2 separate regions of the Pan troglodytes genome follow, and region 1 is linked to region 2. Evidence: chromatin contacts called from public Hi-C data. All regions are on one chromosome and are shown on one strand. Each heading gives the region's core, a stretch centred on a gene start, on an enhancer-like site or on the middle of the called end of the contact. The rest is flanking DNA. Distances are from core to core; before and after follow the strand shown.

Region 1 (2,799 bases), core at 78-2,577, 51 kb after region 2:
CAGAAGTGTCTTCTATTAAGGACATAATAAGTCCTGCTGAAGACCAGGTCAGCTCAGTAACTCCAGTCGCCACAGCAGTTATTGGTCAAATTGGGTTCCTCTGGTAGCACCACAGAGCAAGGGACACTAACCCTTTGGGCTTCCCGATTCATTGCTGTCACTTTGGGGCAGAATGGAGGTATGATTTAAATCCTACAGTGCGGGATATTTTCACCCTGGTGTGTCTCTGACAGTGTCCTGCTATAGAAGTTTAAGGAACAGTATATGTGGCTTCAATTTCCATAAGTTAAAAATGCAGGAAAAAGATTATGTCTGGAGGAGTAGATTTTCAGAAAAAGCGGTTTTAAGGATGATGAAAAGAGAATTTATTCAAAATGAGAGGCGTTTTCTCTGTTCCTTCGCCACCTCTCCCTCCCTTGCTTGCTCTGTTCTGTCTCCCTCCCTCCTTATTTCATTCTCACTCTTGCTCTTGTTCATCTAAGAGTAATGAATCTTTGCCTTATTGTGTTTGAATTCACCATGGCCTCCTTGTTGATATTCCTAAAGTTGGCATTAAAAGCTATATCTGGGGCGGGGCATGGTGGCTCACGCCTGTAATCCCAGCACTTTGGGTGTCTGAGGCAAGCGAATCACCTGAGGTCAGGAGTTTGAGACCAGCTTGGCCAACATGGTGAAACCCCGTCTCTACTAAAATACTAAAAATACAAAAATTAGCCAGGTGTGGTGGTGCACAGGTAATCCCAGCTACTCAGGAGGCTGAGGCACGAGAATCACTTGAACCGAGAGGCGCAAGTTGCAGTGAGCCGAGATCGCGCCACTGCGCTCCAGCCTGAGCGACAGAGCAGCAAGATCCTGTCTCAAAAAAAAAAAAAAAAAAAATCTGACCTGGAACTCTTTCTCAGTGTAGGAACTCCAAACATAATCTTTCAAAATGTTGCCTGTGGATAGCTCTGTAAAAATGGTGATACACCCTGGTTTCGTTTTGTTAAGTGGTTGTATTGCGCTGGAAATTTGGGGCTGAGAACTTTTCCCACTTTATTTTTCTCAACGTTTCTACATAACACTAAACTGAATATCACATTAGTTTTCGAGAATTCTGATTAGCCCTTGTAAGATTGATTTAAACTATATTTGAAAGGATAATTTAAAGTATCTGTAGGCTGATACTACTTAGCATCGCATAAAAGGAAAAGATGGTTTGATTATTTTTAGGAAGCACGCTTGCTCAAAGAGATTGGGTCTTGCAAGGCAGGACCACCAGTGATTGGTAGATGACGCATCAAAAGTAGGTAAAGGGGAAACAACCGAGTGTCTTCCACAGCCAGGGCACTGTGAACTAGTTCTGCATGAGTGAAGCTGATGAAACCTGACTTTTCTGACAGTTTTGACGCTGAGATGTCTTCAGTGAGCCATTCCATCCTGACTCATTCCTTACAGAGTTTACACATTATTCTGAGAAGATTTTCTAAATATAATTGAAAACATTAAAAAACATTCTGTGCTTTAATATTTAGATGTCATTTTACAATTTTTGTTTGTATTTTTTTTGCTTCTTTTTTTTTTTTTTTTTTTTTTTTGAGACTAAGTCTTGCTCTGTCACCAGGCCCCAGGCTGGAGTGCGGTGGCACGATCTCATCCCACTGCAACCTCCGCCTCCCGGGTTCAAGCGATTCTCCTGCTTCAGCCTCCCAAATAGCTGGGACTATAGACGCACGCCACTGCACCTGGCTAATTTTTGTATTTTTAGTAGAGATGAGGTTTCACCATGTTGGCCAGGCTTGTCTTGAACTCTCAACCTTGTGATCCTCCTGCCTCAGCTTCCCAAAGTGCTGGGATTACAGGCGTGAGCCACCGCTCCCAGCCTTTTTTTTTGTTGTTGTTGTTTTTGCTTTTTAAAATTTTTTTTGTTTCTAATTTTCAGCAAGCTTCACATATTGAAATGACGTATGAAGACATCCAATCATAGTAATAGCAGCTGGCTGTCAATTTAATCTTCAGGGTGTAAGATGATATATTTTTATGACAGTGATTAGTAGATGTATTGAACTCTATTGATAATACCACTTGTTTTTTTATCTTGCATTGCATTTTATTTAGTGCCAGAAGCATTCATAAAATTATTTTTCCCCCTAGAAAGAGAATACACTTTAAGTATCGTTGTTTTACTGATTAGGAAATTTGAGATCCAGAGTGGGAGGTAACCACTGAGTCTCACAGCACTTTGTTGACAGTGGAGACCAACCTCTAGCACACCTATCATTTTTAGCAAACTTCATACTGAGTGCTAGGTGGCTTGTTTTTGACACAAGTCAAACAAATAAAATATTTCATAATTTATTTTTTTCTTATACGGCATTTTGCTATCTACTCTTCCACCTTTATTTTCTCAAACTGAAAGACTGAATTTTAATAAAGTAGGCTGTGCTAATGGAGTGGTGTAAGGTAAGAAAAAATGTAAGTGCGTATTAGGAAAGTTCTGGATGAGTTGGTCATGTCAGCAGCCAAATCATGGTTGTTTAGTGAAATTATTTGCTATTAAGTGTGTACAGAGGGGATCATATTATAGTTTGTAAGAATTGTGGTTTTTTAGTGAAATTCTTAGCTATTAAAATAGCGTGTACAGAGGGGATCTGGACCCAGTGTGTCCTGTGGATTCTGTGTACAAAATAAACACAGCAGATGATCTGAAGGGATAAGGAATATCTTCTGTGTTCCCTGACAGGCTTCCTGGAGAAAAAGGAACAAGCAACTGGAAAACTCGGTAGAGGAGATTGTCTCTATTACAGAGTGTCTTCATTA
Region 2 (2,988 bases), core at 440-2,939:
GCATGCATTAATCTAATTTGGTGCTGCCTCCTATGACCTGTAAATGTGTACAGTAGGGTCGTCAAGTGTTTCCACTGCAAAATCGCTAGTGCAGTTGAGTAAATATTGCCACTTTGCTTAATTCAAATATGTAAGTTAAAGTTACGATAAGTTAATTTTCCTGTTAAGTGAAAATGCACTTACCTTTACCCAGTTGAATACAGATGTACTTGCCTTTGACGTCTGCCTCCCTAAGTATGGTTACAGTTTGTCACTCCGGTTCTGGAGGGCCACCTTGTCCCTGAATTCGCGCCCAGGTCATGAGGGCAGAACCATCCTGAGGACAACCTGCAACTCCATCGATTTTTTCTTGGCTGGGACTCAGGCGAGCATGAAAGCGATCCAAACACAGCCAGAGGGCGCCAAAATGCCGCAAATAAAAGTTCCAAAGGCGTCAACTGGCGTTTGCGGGAAGGTAAAATTGGCTTTTGTGTAATCAAAGAGCTACCGTTGTCAACGATGTCACGTTACGTTATTTTTGTATGTCCCTCTTGCCAACAGGTAAGCAAAGTGAACGCATCTTCCTACCCCGGTGGCTATTCTGTGTCCCGGTGCTAAACCAAGTGTCCGCCCCCCAGGGCACCGGACAAGCCGCGGTTGGCCCTAGCTTTGACTCGAGCGCTCGCGAGTAGCAGCGTGCGGGTTGCCTCGGCCAACCCTGTCTTCTCAATATTGGTGGCCTCCATTAAAGCACAGACATCAAAAACATCGACGGCCCCTTTCCCCTCTTCTTTTCCCTCCTTCCTCTCCCAAGTTCCGAGAGCATCCTCCGAGGGGCGACGTCTCTCGCCCGACCAGCTGGACCTCGGCGACCGCGCCTCCCCCGAAGCTGCAGCCTTCGGGGCTCAGCCCCGCGGGTGCGGGTGCAGGTGCGGAGCCGCCCAAGGTGCGCAGCCGCCCAAGGTGCGCAACTCGTTTGCAGCGGCGCAGCCCAGACGCGCCTGCAGCTGGGGCTCACCCCAACCTCGCTGCCCGCCGAGGTAGCGGAATCGTAGTCGACGTCGGGAGCGGGCTGGACTGGGGTCTGAGAAGGGTAGCTGGTGCCAGGGGGTGTCATTCATCACCTCGAGACAGCTCCCTAAGTCTGAGCGACAGCCCGAGCCCTTCTTATCCAACGGTTCCAAATAAATGAGGGGGAGAGAGAGAGACAGAGAGAGAGAGTGAGAGAGAGAGAGAGAGAGAGAGAAGCCCACGGACAGCCCAGGCGGCGCGGCGGGGGAAGGGGGACGCAGGAATGGAGGAGAGGAGAGGGGAGGCGGAGGGGGGATCTGAATAGAGGGCATTTAGGAAACGTTGGCGGGGCACAGAGTTGGGAGGTGGGGGGAAGGGAGGAACCAGGATGGAGGATAGGAGAGAAATGGGGGTGACTGTGCTGGAGGGGAGGGGAGGTGGGGGCCTAGAGCTGGGGGGAGTCAAGGGGAGGCGGGCGTGTCCAGGCTAGAGGGGAGAGGGGAGGGTCTGCGCCGGAGGGAGGGGAGGGGAGCAGAGGGAGTGCAGGGGGTGGGGAGCACGGAGCTGGAGGGGGTGGAGAGGAGACGGGCGGGGCGCCGGGCTGGAGGGAGGGGAGAGAGGCGGGCGGGGAGCGCGGGAGGAGGGAGGCTGGGCGGGCGGACGCGCGGGGGGAGGGCACTGGGCAGGAAGGGGAGGGGGAGCGAGCGCGAGAAATGCAGAGGCTGCAGCGGCGGCGGCGGCGGCAGTAGCGGCAGCGGCGACGACGGCGGCGGCAGCGCTCCAACTGGCTCCTCGCTCCGGGCTCCGCCGTCGAGCCGGGAGAGAGCCTCCGCCAGCGGCCAGGCACCAGCCAGACGACGCCAGCGACCCCGGCCTCTTGGCGGCACCGCGCTAACCCAGGGGCTGCACAGGCACCCAGAGCCGGTAAGGAGGCGCGCCCGGTGGCCCCGCGCCGCCGCGGACCCGGGGGCCTCCGTCCCCCACCGCGCCGCGCCCCGCCCCGCAGCCCCCAGGCTCTCCCTTCGTGCAGCGGGCAGCGGGGATGTGGGCCCGGATTGGACGGCAAGGGCCTGGGGTCCCTCTGTGAGGGCTCCGTCGCACTTCGGGGATCCCGGGTGATGGGGGGCCCAGAAGTGGGAGGCTTCAGCCGCTCGCATGGTGGAGGGGTGAGGGGGGCGGCGAGGTTGGTAAACGGAGCTGGGGGGAGGGGGCTGTCGGGGAGAGGAGCTGCGGGTGACGGGAGGAATTGCCGAATGCGAAACCCCCTCAGTGCGTTGAGTCCCGGGGAGACGGTTCTGTGGGCTGAAGGGAGCGCTTCCGTCATTGGAGCCCTTACCAGCCTGGGAGAAAGCGCTCGGGGCGAGGGGCGCAGCAGCCAAAGATGGAGGGTGGGGGTGGGGTGGGGCGGGAGTCCGGGGAGAAAGAAGATGGGGAATCTGGCCCGATCAGAAGGAAGTGGGTGGCTTTTTGCTTTGGCAAACGGGTTTTCTCGACCCATGGGACTCCTGGATCTTGGTTCTGGGGCCAAGGAATACGAGGTTCACACGGCGACGTGCACTCAGAAGCACCTCCCGAGCAGATCGGAGCCCCAGCCTCGTCCGTGGCGGAATTGCCTTCCCACGAACCCGTGGGCTGCCTCGGAGCAGTTTGTTTTTTCGAGCCTTTGGTTCCAAGAATGCGCCAGGCGCCTCCGCCCTGGGTCCCGGCCCCGGCCCGGGCCCGGGGGGTGTGGGCTTGAACCTGACAGCGCGCGGCCCTAACTGGGCTCAGCCCCGCTGGGTGCGTAGGGTTGGGGTTGAGCAGCTTTTGCCCAAAGCGCTAAAGCTGAAACCCGGCGCCCGGTTCCTGCTCCCGCCGCCCCCGTCTCCCCTCCATTTCCAGAAAAATAAAAATTGCGGAATCCTGGATCCGATCGCACGCACAATGCGCGGCTGCAAACCGCATTCTTTTCATGAATATTCATCGAACGCTTGGCCAGGCTCCTTATCTGCGTCCCCA

What was found. A called contact is a pair of places that touch in the nucleus more often than the background predicts.
Region 1: a contact with region 2 is called in a Hi-C map of a lymphoblastoid cell line, with 2.7 times the contacts expected there. The contact joins the enhancer-like site here to the promoter of BASP1 in region 2. A contact is called at or near these places in 2 of 7 Hi-C or Micro-C datasets (a lymphoblastoid cell line and stem cell-derived neural progenitor cells) and 1 of 1 datasets of contacts at active chromatin or transcription factors (stem cell-derived excitatory neurons).

What each region holds. Positions count from the first base shown.
Region 1 is chr4:17,917,089-17,919,887 of NHGRI_mPanTro3-v2.0_pri, forward strand. The region is part of intron 1 of BASP1 (brain abundant membrane attached signal protein 1); the gene reads left to right. Among named protein-coding and RNA genes, the nearest start is that of BASP1, 51 kb to the left of the region's middle. Within about 2 kb of position 1,328, at least 2 of the 24 cell types and tissues checked have an H3K27ac peak or open chromatin away from gene starts, as enhancers often do. A contact at or near this core is called in a lymphoblastoid cell line, where this site is marked.
Region 2 is chr4:17,866,064-17,869,051 of NHGRI_mPanTro3-v2.0_pri, forward strand. It overlaps BASP1 (brain abundant membrane attached signal protein 1), which reads left to right and starts at 1,690. Exons shown (of 2, transcript XM_016952979.4): 1 at 1,690-1,914.